Regions from separate parts of the Mus musculus genome. Here region 1 is linked to region 2. Evidence: chromatin contacts called from public targeted proximity ligation data. All regions are on one chromosome and are shown on one strand. The core of a region is the stretch at or near the end of the contact, and the rest is flanking DNA. Distances in the headings are between cores, read along the strand shown.

Region 1 (4,666 bases), core at 207-2,706, 520 kb after region 2:
TTTTAAATGAAATGAATTATAATAAATATTTTTAAGTTCTAGATAATATTTTAAAAATAAAATACAGTTTCTGAGCCCACTCACTCCCCTGCCTCAGTCGTCACTACCAAAGATCCGGGTAGGATTTGGTAGCGCTAGAAAGTGTTTGTTTTATTTCAATTTCTTGGTATTACCACGATGGAGTTCTCAGACTGTACTTGGCTCAGACTATGCCGTCTCATGTAGCCCAAGCTGGCCTCAAACTCACTGTATAGCCAAGGATGATTTAAGCTCCTGATCTTCCTTCTGCCCCATCTGCTTGGATTACGGGCTACCATGGCCAGTTTACACGGTACTGGGAATCAAAATCCCAGCTTTGTGCATGCAATGAAAGTCCTTTACAAACCGAGTTTCCTCACCAGCCCTCAGAACTCACTTTGATAGGAGCTTTCTATTCCTGCAGTCCCTACCACATCCTGGATTATAAACGGAAAAGAGAAAGAGAAATGCATTGCTTTAGGGCCTGGGAGGGGGGAGTCCCACTGGTGTCTTATTTTCCCCTGGATACCACCTCTCAGAGCCAGTCGTTCAGCCTCACCAGAAATAAATGCTGTGAGTTTATCCCCCACAGTGTCAAGGTCTCCCCACCTGTCTTGAAGCCTCCATTCTGGCCAATACATTTACCTATGTTTAGAGTCCATGTTTCCTTTGATGAAGCTTTTCCCATTAGGGTCATTTATCAAAGGATTTATGACCCTCAAGGTAAAGTTCTCTGCAACAGGGCCTGAAGGATGATCCCCACACATTAAGAGCACTTCAGGTGCATTAATGTCCCCAGCCCCTGGATTTATTGCAACACAGTAAAGTCTCTCTTCAGAAAGCACACTCTTAGTCCCATTTATCCAGCAGCCGTTTCTAGAAAGAGATTAGGAGTCAAATGATTTGGGGGGGGCGGGCAGTCAAAGAATGCCATCTTTCTAATTAGTGTGTTAAACACAGGAACACCTAATACAAATATTTGGCTATGTGGTCAAGCAGTGACTCTCAGGTCACCAGCAGAACTTTACAGGGGACCCTGAGGGCCCTGCACAATCATCTTCTTGGTTATGACTTCTCAATTGCTCTTCATTGCCAGCACACTGCACTCGGACATAAAGAAAAATCTGCTGAACTAGGGCACTGCCCTGGCTAAAGTGTTTACTCTCTCCTTGAAATGAATAGTGGTCCTGGAAGCCTTTCTGTTTCGTTGGCGGGAGCAGCTTTGCATAAGGTTAGCCCTCCTAACATAGCCTAATGACTCACTGATTTAAAATGCATCCTGGGTAGGTGCCAGGCTTGTGTGGTCACCATGAGAGAGGAAGAAGGGGAAACCTATTTAAAAGTATCTTAGGATAGAAGGATGCCACACCCCCTACTTGGTTACAGTGTAGATTCTGCATATAGTTTTACTAAATGTAGCGGTGGAGAAGATGTTAGTCATGCTTTCTGCTCTGCTGGAGCCCTGGCTCACAAGTAAGACGCAGTGTTTCACTCCATGGGGCTCTGGTGTGCTGGGGTTGCTTCTGGGCGGAAATGAAAGGCAGTTGTGCAGTGATATGAGAAAAATCCTCGCGGCCTGGACTGGTCACAGAGGGCAGAAGCAGCAGAGATGGAAAATATAAATTCTAGGCTCAGTGCCAAGCCTAGTTAGTGGTGCACACCTGTAATTCCAGCGTTCAGGAGGTCAACCTGGGTGACAGAATGAGACCTTCTTTTAAAAAGTAAAACAAACAAACAAATGCTAATTGTTTAATTTAAAAAGCCTTATGAATAAGATTTGGGGGAAGTGCGTTTCACTTCCTATCACTCTTAAGTGGACTCGCACCTTTTCTGTAAGATTTTACTCAGGACTGTCTGTAAATGCTATATTAAGTAAACTCTGAAATGCCTCCGTTTTACAATGCTTTCTCTCATTATCACCCCACTAAACTGCTGTTCCACCTGCACAATAGCTGAATGAGAGGACTTTGTAAAACCTTCTAGAATAATCCTCAGACATCATAAGCTTCAATTCATCTTGGTATGCCCAGAGCCTAATCCCATGTATGGCCTATAGTACATATTCATTAAATTTATTTTTAATTTTATTTATCAGTGTGCCTCTGTGCATCTGTGTGTGTGTGTGTGTGTGTGTGTGTGTGTGTGTGTGTGTGTGTGTGTGTGTGTGTTCTGGCTTGCAGGTGCCATGGTGTTCATGCAGAAGTCAGAAGTCAGTTTAATTCCTCTACCACAGGATGTGGGATTTGAACTTGTGTCTTTAAGCTTGTACAGCATGCACTTTTACTCACTGAGCTATCTCAATGGCCCAGGTAATGAATGCATTCAATGATTTTTTTAAATGCATGGACAGAGAGAATAGACAATTATCAATTTAATATATGTTTTAAAGTATAGATCTTCCTTACAAGTATTGAGACGATTTTTACTGTCATTAATGGATACATTGGCCTAAATACGAGTAGGATCCCCCAAAGACTTTAAAAGTTTGATGGCCAGGTATCCTAGTTAGCTTTAACTGTCAACTTAATATAACCTAGCATCCCCTGAGAAGAAAGTCTCAACTGAAGGATTGCACAGAGCAGATTGGTCTGTTGAGTGAGGGGGTTGTCTTGATCGTCAGTTGATGCAGAAAGTCCCAGCCCACTGTAGGCAGTACCATTCCCTAGGTAGGTGGTCCTGGGCTGTATAAGGAAGCTGGCTGAGCCAATGCCTGAGCAGACCACCAAGCACCATTCTTACATGGTTTCTGATGTACCTACTTGGATGTGAGTTCTCAGATCATAGATTTTGCTGTGTGAAACAGTAAAACACTTCTTGTTCCTGCCCTGTCATCCTTCAGTAGTGGACTGTGACCTCAAACTAGAAGCCAAATTAACACTTTGCTACCCAAGTTGGTTTTGGTCAGAGTGTTTTATCACAGCAACACAAATGAAACAACAGAGCAATGTTACTGGGGCATGCTATGGACTTTTAAGAGGTGGAGCTTACTACAAAGACCTCCGCTGATAAAGGCTTGTCCCTAAAGGGGATTATGGAACTCTGGCATTCCTCCTCTTTGCTGCCTAGCTCCTGACTTGGGTAGTTTCTTTTACACTTCTGTAGCATGTAGCTTCCAGAGGCAGGAGTGCAACTGGCAGCCCTATGTTGAGATCTAGTCTCTGGATCATGCATGGATAAAAATAACCTTTTATCTAAATTAAAATAATTTAATTTTAGTACAGTGGTCCAGAGTGGACTAACACAGTGGATATGAGCTATCAGCTTTCCCCTGAGGCGGTCTGAAGTGCTGAGCAATTCTGCAGCATGAAGTACAGCCAGAAACAATAATGATGATAATAATAGTATCAATCATATAATTATAAAAATTAATAAAATTATTATTTTCCCTCTCTCATCTCATTCTTATGTAGCCCAGGCTGGGCCTCGAACTCACTCTCTGCCCAGTTTATGCAATGCAGGGGGCTGGATGCAGGGCTTCAACTCTGCTAGGCAAGCAGCAAGCACTCTACCACGGGAGCTACATCTCCACCCCTGTGTCAGGGATGCTCATTCTTTTCCTACTCCGCCTCCACTCTAGGTCCAACCCCTTGTAAAGCCAATGTGTCCCCTAGCAAAGAATACTTGGGACACTTTGCTTTGAGAACTGCTGGGGATTTGGTGTGGATCAGAGGACATCGAGAGGCAGGCTGTTTAAACCGCTTGTTTAATTTTCCAAACTCTGCCAGGTATGCCATCTCCTTCCTAAAAATTATATAATTTCCACCATTACAAAAAAAGACTTCCTTCGACTGTTTTCTCACAGTAATGGTCTTAAATAAATAAATAAATAAATAAATAAACATCCTAAATTTTCATTAATGGTTAAATAGACTAAGGACAGCCTTAAAAAAAATAAGGCTGGTAAATCTGTCCATGAAGTCATAATTTGGCAGATTGAAACAAGAAAGGTAGATAGAAAGAAATATATGTCACATTGTTGTTGTTGTTGTTGTTGTTGTTTCTGCACTACTGGGAATGGAACCCACAACCTTAAGTATGTAAGGTAAACTCTCTCTCTCTCACTGAGCTACATCTCCAGCCCTTACTTTGCTGGGTTTGAAACATCAAATTTGCCTTTCTGGATATGGATAGTCTTATACATATAAAAGCAGGGAACCAGATCTCAGGACATGACAATGATAGCAGTAGCTGCTTCTAGGGGGAGAGTAAGGCAAGGTGGTTGGTTGTCTTAGTTAGGGGTTGTACTGCTGAGAACAGACACCATGACCAAGGTGGGATCATGGCAGCGTCCAGGCAGGTGTGGTGCAGGAGGAGCTGCGAGTTCTACAATTTCATCTGAAGGCTATTAGGAGAAGACTGGCTCTCATGTAATTAGGAGGAGGGTCTTAAAGCCCATGCCCATAATGACACACTTCCTCCACTAAGGCCACACCCACTCCACCAAGACCACACCTCCTAATAGTGGCACTTCCTGGGCCAAGCATATTCAAACCACCACAGGGTTCAAAGGGGCTTCTAATGTGTTCCCTGCTGGCTAGTTTTCATAGCACTGCTTGCTATATGGACTGCTGGGGGAGATGCCCTCAGTGGTATCCAGCAGCAAATCCTGAATACTACAATACAGACGTTCCGGGCAGGAGGTATTACT
Region 2 (4,735 bases), core at 1,066-3,565:
GGGGAGGAAAGGTTAGGACTACCATCTGGTAGGAGTGTATGGCAGAGCAGTCTTGTACATGGCCAGGAAAAGAGGGAGGGGACAAAGGCACACCCCAATGACTTAACTCCTCCTACAAGTCCCCAGCTCTTAAAGGTTCCACTGCCTGTTCATGGTAGGCTGGAGACCAAGTCTTTCACTGCTGGGACTTTGAGTACCACATCTCTGACTCCCAGCAGAGACCCTGCTAGCCTGCAATTACACTGCATCTGGGAGCAAACGTACTAGTCACCAACTAACTGCATTGGAGCAGATCTCAGGCCTTTGTATAGCCTTCGGCTGGCTGTGGAGTTGTTGCTCCGGGCCTCGGGTGAACCAGAAGGGCTGGTTGTGCTTCTTTTGTGGAAATGAAGGTGTGCAGGAGTGGATTATGAAGGCAGCAGAGCTTATGTCTTTTCCGTCTTGGGTTCCACGAACCAGTTCTAAATTTTAAGCCAGCCTGCTGAGAACTACAGGTAGCTATCTGCCTCAAGCTCCTTGTAGACAGCTAGCGTGTGCAGCTGGGCCCAACAGGGATTAAATATACAAGCCTCTGAGACCTCTCAACTCCCAGACATAAGCATTTAGACATTCTAACTGTGGGATAGCGAGAGGGTCGATGGTTAAAAACACTCGCTGCCAAGCCTGGTTGTCTGAGTTCAGTCCCTGGAACCCCCATGGGGAGAGAGAACATGCTTCTGTAACTTGTCCCCTAACCACCCCCCAACACACTCACATACATGCATACATACATACATGCATGCATACATACATACAGAGAGACACAAACACAAACAATAAAAGAAAACAATTAAATTTTGTTTAATTTTTGTTAATATCAGATCTTAATTCTTTGAATGACGGTCAAATAAAGTAAACCAAAGCATAAAAGGGATTAAACAACTGAAAAATGACAACTCTTCCTGCTGTGTTTGCAGTCTTCCTAGGGACCACTGATCCAATCAATTTAATTGAGGCAGGGGCTCATGTAGCCCAGGATGATCGTCAAGTCCAGAGCTATCTGAGGATGAGTTTGAACCTCTGATCTTCCTCGTTCTCCAGTTCTCCTTATCCTGAATGCTGGGACTTGCCATCACGCCTGATGTGTTAGTCTGAACAATTAGGTTTGAATCTCTTACATCCTCTTGCTGTAGGCAGACAAGTTGCTCCAGCCTTGTGAGCATGTGCGCTTCTGAAGGGTTGGTGCTGTGGGGATTTTTTAGTTTGTTTGTTGGCCTGTAGCCCTTTAAAGGTCATTTTGCTAGCTGGATATTACCATATACTTTCCTTTTCCCCTCTGTTTCATCCCTTGCTTTTGTATGAAAAGAGTCTTTTGAAAAGGTTAATAGAGAGAAACCTTTCTTGTATACTCATACGCTGGCGTGTTTTATTCATAGCAGTGTTTTATTCATAGGATCATCCCTTTCCAGGGAAACATGGCGGCCACAACAGCAGGTTTCCTATCCTGTCCTTGTGATAGGGTCACTTTGCACCCAAGCTTCCATTCAAAACCATCTTAGGGAACATAGTAAGTGTGAGTGTGAGTGTGTGTGTGTGTGTGTGTGTGTGTGTGTGATGATCAGATCAAGGCAATTTGGCTTAATTACCACCTCAAGATTTTGTATTTCCTTGTGTGAGAAACATTCAAAATCTTGAGGCATTTCCTTCCTTCCTTCCTTCCTTCCTTCCTTCCTTCCTTCCTTCCTTTTTCTTTTTGTGTATGTATCTGTTTGTGTGTGATGTGTGTATGTGTGTACAATGTCCACACCAGTGGTGCATGAATGGAGTCTAAGATCAGCCTTGAATGACACTTCTCATCTTCCACCTTGTTTGAGGCAGGTCTCTTGTTTGTAGATGGCCCACAAGTTTCTGGGGGATTCTCTTATCTCTTCTGTAAGAGAGTTGGAATTATAGGGTCATACGGTGCCCAACTTTCTGTAGGCTTTGGAGATTTGAACTCAGGCCCTTGCCCTTGCTCAGCAAGTACCTTACCCACTGAGCCAACCCCTACTGTCCAGAGGTAAATTCTAAAAGAATCTTTTAGATAAGCTTTAAGAAGCTGTGAGATTCCATTCGGAGTGGTGAAATCTCTCACAGGGTCCATTCATTGTAGACTATGGAGGTAAGCTGTCCATATAGAATCTTGATCTACCTAGGGTATGTTGTAGAGTCTAGACAGTTCTTCACAGGTAATGATGGTCATGAAACTTGGGTACTTCAGTAGAACCATGGTATTGTATTGACAAATACTTCAGAAAGCAAAACTGTTTAATCTACTGAGTCATTCTCCTCACTTCCGGGAGAAAAGGGCTTGGAGACTAACTGTTGAAGGATGGTGGCCCCACCCTGCCGAAGCCTGGGGACTGTACATTTCCCAAAGGCACATTCTTTGGCTCTCAGTCATCTACAAAACCACAGTTGCTTTTAGAAATTAATTAGCTTGTCCTGTTTTTCCTTCCCTCCTCCACAACATAGCTTACCCATATGCTCTCAGTCAGGACACTGGCACTTCCCTGGCTTCTTTTCTGGTCACTGGTTTCTCTCTGTTCCTAAGACCAGTCCAAGTGGCATATTTATGCCTTCTCCAACAACTGATAGATTGATGGATGTTGAATATGCTTTTTCAGCATTGGCCACTGAAAGAGATGGAAGGAGGTTAGAGACATCTTGGAATAACAAAGCCTCTGTCTGTTAATCCTGAAAGGGGCCACGGTGATTGGCCCATCTTCCGTTGTTCAGGAAGGATTACACTTAGAATTCTTTCATGTGCCCTGTGGGTGGATCTAGGTAAAGGAACAACTGCTCCACACATTCCTGATACTGAACTGAACACAACCGGTTTGTAGCTCCTGTTATCCAGATAAATTGATGTGTTTGAATTCTTCTATTTGAAAAGAACTACATGAAGCCGCTGCCCTTCCTGCTGAAGATTCATATGTGAAACGTGTACTGGTCTATAACACAGATACTACCCAGAACACTGTGGCATGACAACCGTCTCCCTACTCACGGCAAGCTTCGGTGGAACAGCTGCTCTGTTGAACAGGGCTGTACTTTGAGCACAGTTTTCGTTCAAAAAAAACAGCTGTGGGACATCTGCCACTTTAAGCCTTTATCAACTGACTTCTAATTGGCCATTACAGAGTAAAGGCCCTGGGCTTTAGAGCCAGCCATACCTGAGGAATTCTAATTGCCATTTCTTGTTTTCTAATTGCTTATGAGCAAATAAAATCTCCGGTTTCGGTGTTCTAAGTAATACTCAGTGCTGGTTAGTTTCTTTCAACTTGACACAAACTAGAGTCACCTGGGAAGAGGGAACCTCAGTTGAGGAGTTACTCGGATGAGATTGGCCTGCAGGCAAGGCTGTGGGGGCATTTTCTTGATTAATGATTGATATGGGAGGGCCTGGTCCACTGTGGGTGGTGCCATCTCAGGGCAGATGGTCCTGAGTTGTATGAGGAAGCAAGCCAAGCAGGGATGATGAACAAATCAGTAATTGCTGTCCCTTCATGGTCTCTGCTTCAGTTCTCATCTCCAGGGTCTAGCCTTGGCTTCTCTTTATGATCATTTGTGAACAGAGCATGTAAGACAAATGCAGTTTTTCCTCTCCTCAGGTTGCTTCTGGTCATGGTGTGTTTTATCACAGCAACAGAAACACAAAATAGGATGGCCTCTCCTACCTTGCAGGGTGACTTGTGGATCAGGTGGAAATGCAGAAGGCCTTGCACATAGGAATTCTAAATTTCCTCTCCTGTTTGATAAGTTGCCAGTGTCAGGAGCCATGGTGAAAACACCTAACACGGCTGTTCTCCTAGGCCTCCGACACTAGAATGAGATGCATGAGATGCAAGCTAGTACCTCGTTGGAAGCGTGGGAAAAGTTGCAATTTATGAGTAAAAGGAGGCCACGTTTGGTGGCATGTGCCTGTAATCCCAGACCTGAGAAACAGATGCAAGAGAATTGCCACAAGTTCAAGGCCAGCCTGGTCTGCATAGCTAGTTCCAGATCAGGCATATATAGGAAGACCTTGTCTCAAAAATTGAATCAAGCAAGCAAGCAAGAAAGCAAGCAAGCAAGCAAGCAAGCAAGCAAAAAGAGTAAACAGAAGAACAGAAAGCTTTGAGAGGAAAGTGTTTATATTTAAGTTGGTCTTAAAGGATACATGAAGACATCATTAGGAGGAAGTAGTGGACATAGTTTACACTCGGGTCATCCTAACACCTGGGAGGCTGAGACAGGAGGATCACAAGTTTAAGGCCTGACTGGGCTGCATAGTGAGATCCTGTGAAAGGAAAAAGTAAGGGAGGGATGGGGGGGGGGGCGGGGAAGGAGGGATGGAGGAAGAAGTTATTCCAGACTTTGAAACAACCACAAAGGGGCTGGAGAGATAACTCAGCAGTTAAGAGCACTGACTGCTCTTCCAGAGGTCATGAGTTCAACTCCTAGCAACCATGTGGTGGCTCACAACCACCTGTAATGGGACCTGATGCCCTCTTTTGGTGTGTCTGAAGACAGCTACAGTGTACTCACATATCTAAATAAATCTTAGAAAAAAATAATAACCACAAAGGATAGTGGAGTTGTGGGTGTATGTGGTGAGATTAACAAGGGTAGTCCGGTTAGGGAGTTGTGATGCATGGTAACCTACTGGAAAACCTCTCTGAGAATGGCATCAACAGGAGTCTGGGGGATTACCTGGGTTTGTTGATTGAGTCAA

What was found.
Region 1: a contact with region 2 is called in a targeted proximity ligation map of pancreatic cancer cells. A contact is called at or near these places in 1 of 39 promoter capture datasets (hippocampal neurons) and 3 of 130 datasets of targeted methods (bone marrow-derived macrophages, pancreatic cancer cells and vascular smooth muscle cells).

What each region holds. Positions count from the first base shown.
Region 1 is chr19:37,511,786-37,516,451 of GRCm38.p6, reverse strand. No RefSeq gene overlaps it. Among named protein-coding and RNA genes, the nearest start is that of Gm32294, 21 kb to the right of the region's middle.
Region 2 is chr19:38,036,116-38,040,850 of GRCm38.p6, reverse strand. All of the region lies in intron 1 of Myof (myoferlin), which reads left to right. Among named protein-coding and RNA genes, the nearest start is that of Myof, 5.1 kb to the left of the region's middle.